2 separate regions of the Rattus norvegicus genome follow, and region 2 is linked to region 1. Evidence: chromatin contacts called from public Hi-C data. All regions are on one chromosome and are shown on one strand. Each heading gives the region's core, a stretch centred on a gene start, on an enhancer-like site or on the middle of the called end of the contact. The rest is flanking DNA. Distances are from core to core; before and after follow the strand shown. Region 1 holds the start of Rundc3b (RUN domain containing 3B). Region 2 holds the start of Dbf4 (DBF4-CDC7 kinase regulatory subunit).

Evidence for each region. A called contact is a pair of places that touch in the nucleus more often than the background predicts.
Region 2: a contact with region 1 is called in a Hi-C map of frontal cortex, with 1.6 times the contacts expected there. The contact joins the promoter of Dbf4 here to the promoter of Rundc3b in region 1.

The regions. Positions count from the first base shown.
Region 1 is chr4:26,416,217-26,419,322 of GRCr8, reverse strand. Rundc3b (RUN domain containing 3B) reads right to left here and starts at 1,635. Exons shown (of 10, transcript NM_001047116.2): 1 at 1,277-1,635. The coding sequence starts at 1,386. It also overlaps a transcript of Abcb1a not described here.
Region 2 is chr4:26,630,158-26,633,263 of GRCr8, reverse strand. It overlaps Dbf4 (DBF4-CDC7 kinase regulatory subunit), which reads right to left and starts at 1,678. Exons shown (of 12, transcript NM_001191748.2): 1 at 1,489-1,678; 2 at 264-436. The coding sequence starts at 1,534. Slc25a40 (solute carrier family 25, member 40) reads left to right here and starts at 1,881. Exons shown (of 12, transcript NM_001393710.1): 1 at 1,881-2,047.

The sequences.
Region 1 (3,106 bases), core at 386-2,885:
AGGAAGTGGTATTAAGACAATGGTTAAAGACAACGTGCATTATGAGCTCGGTTACATTTCCACCAGATCAGCTTCTTCCAACTTCAATGTCAAACCACAGGGAAGTTTGAGTCTGCAGAAGCTCTGATGAGCATAATGACTCAAGAAGCACCGTTTAGGCTGAAACCTGCTTTGAAATCAATTTCGTTTAAAAAATCATTTTAATATCTTTCAATGATGTGACTATCCGACTAGCTTATTTTTCTATGTATCTAACTTAAAAATTTGCCTCATTTTAAAACAATACAATAAAGCCCGTTTGTCCCCAAAAGCTTGTATTCTACACAGCACAAATAATATATTCCATCTTATTTTGACCACTTACAATGCAAACTGTGAGCGAAGGTCTTCCTGAGACACATGGATACTCATTAGAATCCAACTTTTTAAAAGTTGCTTAAATATCGAATGTAACCTACTACAGATATCTGCAATCTGCTTAAGATGCCAGCCACGATTTTACACAAGGGAAAAAAAAATTAAATAGACATAAACCAGAGAGGCAGGAAAGGTTTCATCATTTACCTGATAATTGGAGATTATCACTGGTTGATGATTAACCAGTATGATTGAACAAAATCATTTTCACAGAGCTTATTGGCTCTGAGTGGTTACTAAGAAATGGACGCCTAGAATTTTATAAGGCTTAAAAGAAAATGTATCAGCGTGTTCAAAAATCAGCTTTTTCTGAATTCTTGATTTATATAGATAGTGACTATTTATTTCTCTATTTCCCGGAGGAAGGGATACGTTTACAACCAGGAAGCATTTAAATAAAGGCACATCTCCCAATAAAGGACTGGCTGGAGGAGTAGGAGTCTTCCATAATCCCGCAAGCAAGCAGTTCTAGCACAGTAGTTGACAAGACTTAACTAGCTAATACAGATTCGGGCCGAGTGAAAGGCGTGACAAGATACACGCCAACAAGAGAAAACAACAGACCGCCCTGGGATGTGGGAGCATCTTAGTAACTACTACAGCTGGATGCTGCTCTTCCTCCGCCCTCTTCTACTCAGACACTAGCTGACCGCTTCAGAACAGATCCTCCCCGACTCCGCCCCGGCCCTCGCGGGGCAGCCTCCAACCGAGGACGCCCAGACCCGAGGGCTGGACCACCGCCTCGCGGGGAGAAGCTACCGCCCCTCTGCAGGGCCCCGCTCGTCCGCGGACACGCGCGGCGCGGCCCGCAGCGCCGAGCCCCAGCACCTCCCTCAGCCCGGCGCCGGCAGCCCCGCACCTGCACACGGTGATCAGGTTCCTCCTCTCCACCGCAGCGTTGCGGGCGCTCAGGCTCTTCTTGCCGCCGCCGCGGCTCCCGCTCAGGCCCCCCAGGCTCCGGGAGGCCATGGCGGGCTCACCTCCGCGCCCCCTTTGTCTCCAGCGGTCCCGCAAGCCTAGCACACCTGTGACCTGCGGCCTTCTCTCAGGATGGCAGCCCGCGGGGCGGGAGAGGGGCGAGGAAGGAGCCGCGGAGCAGGCAGGGTGTGTGGAAGGCAGTGGAGCACCCGCGCCCGCCACCCTGGTGCCACGCGCGCGTGCACACACGCTCACACACAAGCTCACTCACACACACACGCTCACTCACACGCACGCACGAGCCACCTCCGCCCTCGCTCGCTGGCTCGCGCGCCGCGCGCGCCGCCGCCGCCGCCGCCGCCGTCCACGAGAGAAGCGCGGGCGGGCTCCAAGTCGGGAGCTGCGCTGCTTCCCTAGGGGCGCCGCAGTAGCAGTGCGCGGGCGAGCCTGTCAGCCCCGCAGGCCTAACCGCACGTCATTCTTCTAGAAGGGAGGGGGCCGCTGAGGTGAAGCCCCCACGCCAGTCTCATGCAGCCCCGCCCCCTGCACCTATGGGAACAAAGCCGCTCCAGAGAGAACCAATGGTGAGAGGCGGGGGCGGAACCCTCCCCAGGAGCCTTTAAAAGGGCTCACTTAAACCCCGCCCTGGCGCGTGGGCCTCTGTCAGAATGAGGGCTGGTCTCGTGCGGCTTCTTGGTGCGCGCGGCGAGGCAGGGTGGCTTGGAAAACCGGCTTTAATGTGCCTAATCCGCAGCGACTCTGGTCCGCAGCCACCCTGACAAGGCTAAGTCTCAAATGTTCATGACAGATTCCTTGTTCTGGAGCTTCAGTAGCCTCAGCAGGAGAATGCCTCAGTTGGGGGATAGGGGATGGGGTTATCTAGAACAGAAGAGTACCTTTTGGACCTCTTTGAGCCTGACAAACAACGACACAATTGCATCAGGGAATGTGCCCGTGACATTTCTCTTCACGTGAATCTGGTTAGAATTCTTGATGTTCCTCGCCTCATCTTCCCACCGGTCTTCTCCAGAACAGCCTAAAACTCAATTGATCATAGAAAAATGAGTGTTGTGTGGATGTCCAGCCTAGTGTTCTGTGCAGTGAGATCTGAACTGAGTTGCAGCTCATGAGCCGTGGGGAGGTCTGACCAAGTGCAGAGGGAAATCCTACCTTGGAGGCCTGATAAGTAGCTTGGAAGGACCTCTTTGCAGAGTCTCCACTTCCTCTGGCCTGATCTCCTGGCTTGAGGCCCTGACCTCTGGCATTCACCTCAGACTACTGTTCATCTGCCTTTAAACCAGTATATCCAGACTTCAGGGTTTTGGGGGTTTGTTTGTTTGTTTGTTTTTTAATTTTGAAAATCTAAAATCATCAGGACAAAGTCTCACCTCTTTAAACTATTAAAAAATAATTAAAAACAGAACATACATTGGAGATTACTTTTCTAAGTCCGAGATTATAAGTGTCTAAGGAAATGCATAGAAAACCATTAATTATTAAGAAAATTTCTAGAGCAAGGACAGTAGCATACGTTTGCAATTCCAGAATTCTGATGACTTAGGTAGAAGGAATACCTTGCTTTATTAATTATGTTTGTGTTGTTGTGACTAAAATGGGTTAATGCTTCAGAAGTTTCATGGCATGGAAGGCTAGAGGAGAGCATTGAAGATGACATCAAATCTGAGGGGATGTGGAGTGATGGGAAATCCATCAGGGATCTTTCAATGGAGTTCAAATAGGTCCTACTGTCCAAAGTTTCTACAACCCTTCC
Region 2 (3,106 bases), core at 429-2,928, 210 kb before region 1:
CATTTTATCAGGCTACAAACGGTTTAAAAAATGTTTTCTTTATCCTCTGATGGAGGGGCTTGAACACAGAAAGTCTTGCACATGTCACTAGGTGCTAGGCCAGGGAATTACTCCCAGTCCCCAAATGACTCACTAATAATCAACAGCTCATCACGGTGGCAAAATGGCTATAATTTCCAAAATGAAATTCCTTAGTGAGTTCACCTTACAGAACGCTAGTATTGCTTTTCTCAACTTTTGCTGGCTGTGCAGTTCTCACTCACCCCTCCAAGTTCCTTTATGTCTTTTTGGAGTTTTTCACATATGGTGATAGAAGGCAAGTCAAGGTAAAATATTTTCCCCCAAAGCGGCTTATATTTGGATTTTTCCAGTCTATTATCAGCTTTCAGGGATTTCAAAGATGGTCTATTCTTTTCATTTTTGTCTTGGATGCCACCTGCGATTAAAAAAAGAATCAGGCCATGTTTTATGCAGACACAATTTAACTGTTTAACAATATTCAACAGCTTTATTACAGAAAGGAGACATTATTAGTCATAACAAATTAAGCCATTAGAATCTAAATGTTTTCCCGAACTTTACCACTTAGGATGAAGGCAAACTGCTGCACTCTATGGTTTCTACAAATTCTGTACTGGAGAACAAGAGCTGAATCTTACTCCTGTTCCATGTATAAAGGCAAGGAACTCTATAAAGACATTCTTGAAAACTTACTCTCTCCCGATGTAAACTTCATATTGGTATTAGCAGGTCTGTAAAGACTCAACCCAGGTGTTTAAAATATTAAAAGCGTATTTACCTAGGCACCCGCACACGCTTATCTAGAATAAACAACCTAATTCTCCAGGGTTACCGAATGCTCATACTTGGGTTTCATAGTTTGTCTAGTACTTAAAAGAACTAAAGGATGGAGTTCATGCACTTTGTTTACATATGAGGAACTTAGGTTCATTCATGTCCTTTTTTTTATTTTAAAAGCAGATGAGTATCAAACAACTTCTCTAAACTTTTCGAACACAACCTGCACTTTAGTACTTAGTTAATAGACACACATGTGTATCTCTTAGGAATTTTCCTTATAATGGATTTTTATTTTTATATGAAATATTGAGATTGAAATCTGCTTTTGTCTATGAGGTTGAAACACACACACCTCCGTCTCCCTAATGAGTGACGGGAACTAACAGTCACAAATGGCAGTGGGTGCCTCCTCCGTGGGGCGGTGTGGCCATCGGAGACCCTGCTCATTGTCTGAAGCTTGCAGCCCCGGGAATGCCGGATCGCTCGCTGCTGAGGCGGGGAGAGCACGAGGGGCCCGGGCAGCGTCGGCCCCTCATGGAGACCAACACCGAACGCCTTCCGGGCGCCGAGAACCCAGAGAAATGCAAAAGCACAAGAAGTCGGGCAGGAAGACTCTCTAGAATCTACCGTGGAACCGGCAGGGTAGGAAACCATTAAAGGGACCGCGGCGGGGGAGGGGCTCCATACCAGGGAGAGGTGCTTTGCTGTGGATCCTCATGGTCTCGAGGTTCATGGCAGCCACCAAGCACCTACATGCTGGGTCCGCACCGGGGGCCGCATGGGACGGCCCCGAACACAAAGCTCCAAGGGCCCACCGGCCCTGGCCTCGGCCCCGGGCGGCGTCCGCTGGCCGAGTTTCAGGGCCGGTTCCGGCGCGGAGGCTCGGAGCAGGAAGAGGTTGTAGCTCCGACGTGGGAGCTGCGGCGGTTAAAGATTTGAAAACGCGTCACGCGACCGCGGCGCCAGACGCGCTCCCCGCCCTAACTACGCCGGGCGGGCCTCGCGCGCCGAGAGCCCCGCCCCCGGGTGGTGGCCCCGCCCACGCTCCGCCCCCAGCGCGCGGGCTTGCGGTGCCTCAGACCCCTGGTCTCCGGCGTCCTCTTCGGGTTCTGGCGCCGCTCTGCAGACTTGGGAGTGTGGGGCAACCCGGGCAGTGGACGCAGTTAGCCTCGGAGGCTTCAGCACATTGCGGTCATCACCTTCTAGGTTTGCTGGAACCACGGCCTTGCAGTTGCCTCGCCACCAGGTACTCCCATTAACCCGGTGTGGGACGCAGGGCCGGCTCTGGGCTCCCGCCGACCTGCAGACAGGCCGCAGAGGTCCTGGGTGGCCGTGGTGGCGGCGGGGCCGGGGTCCACCCGCCTGACCCGGCTCTTGCAGCCCTTTTGGTACTTTTGCTCTGTACAGACCTGTATTTTCTCTCTGTGTGTATGGTTTCTTTTTTGCAGCAATGAAAGAGTGGGAAATGAAGTCTCAGGGTTTTTTTTTATCTGTAAAGCGGGAATAGTTACGAGATTATGGTCCAGACGAAATTCAAGTGCCTGATTTGTTTTAAAATGCCTCACAAAACTTGTTTGGCGTATACTTCTGCTCTCACCCTTACAGACGTTAATGTTTTGTACTGTTCTGCATTTCTTAACTCCTGGCTATGGTAGACACTCCTTATAGTATTGATTTTTGAGGGAGTACCTCAGGACAGTGCAGATAAGTATATTCAGGCACAGATAGGTGAATTGTGAGACTGTTAGCCAAAGATGACATCAAGACGGATTAGGTTGCCAAAAGAAATGATTTTGTTTTGAACAGGTTAAGGATGGGAGCTGGAGTGACAATCATGGGTCTGCCCTTATTAAACTGATTTAAGAGAGTTAGAGATAATTTGTAATCGTAAGAAATATCTAGAAGAGGGGAAATACATGTTAAGAGACATTTTACTGGTTGGGGATTTAGCTCAGTGGTAGAGCGCTTGCCTAACAAGTGCAAGGCCCTGGGTTCGGTCCCCAGCTCCGGAAAAAAAAAAAAAGAGACATTGTACTGATGAATATGAATTTATAAATAGGTGCTTAACAGATCTTGAGAAGGAGGAGTTATAGTTTGAGCAAACATTTAAAAAAAATTTGGGGGGAGGGGATTCAGTTTTCAAAGCGTAAGCTCCAGGAAAAACACAGAATCTCCATGTTTGTGAAATGGTTTACATTTCTGAGAAACACTGATACAGAATAGAATTAAAGCCACGAGGGAGAGCGGAATGCCTTGGAGTGGTGCTTGTGAGATGAAGAAGTGGAGAGGGTAGGGGAGTGCAGAG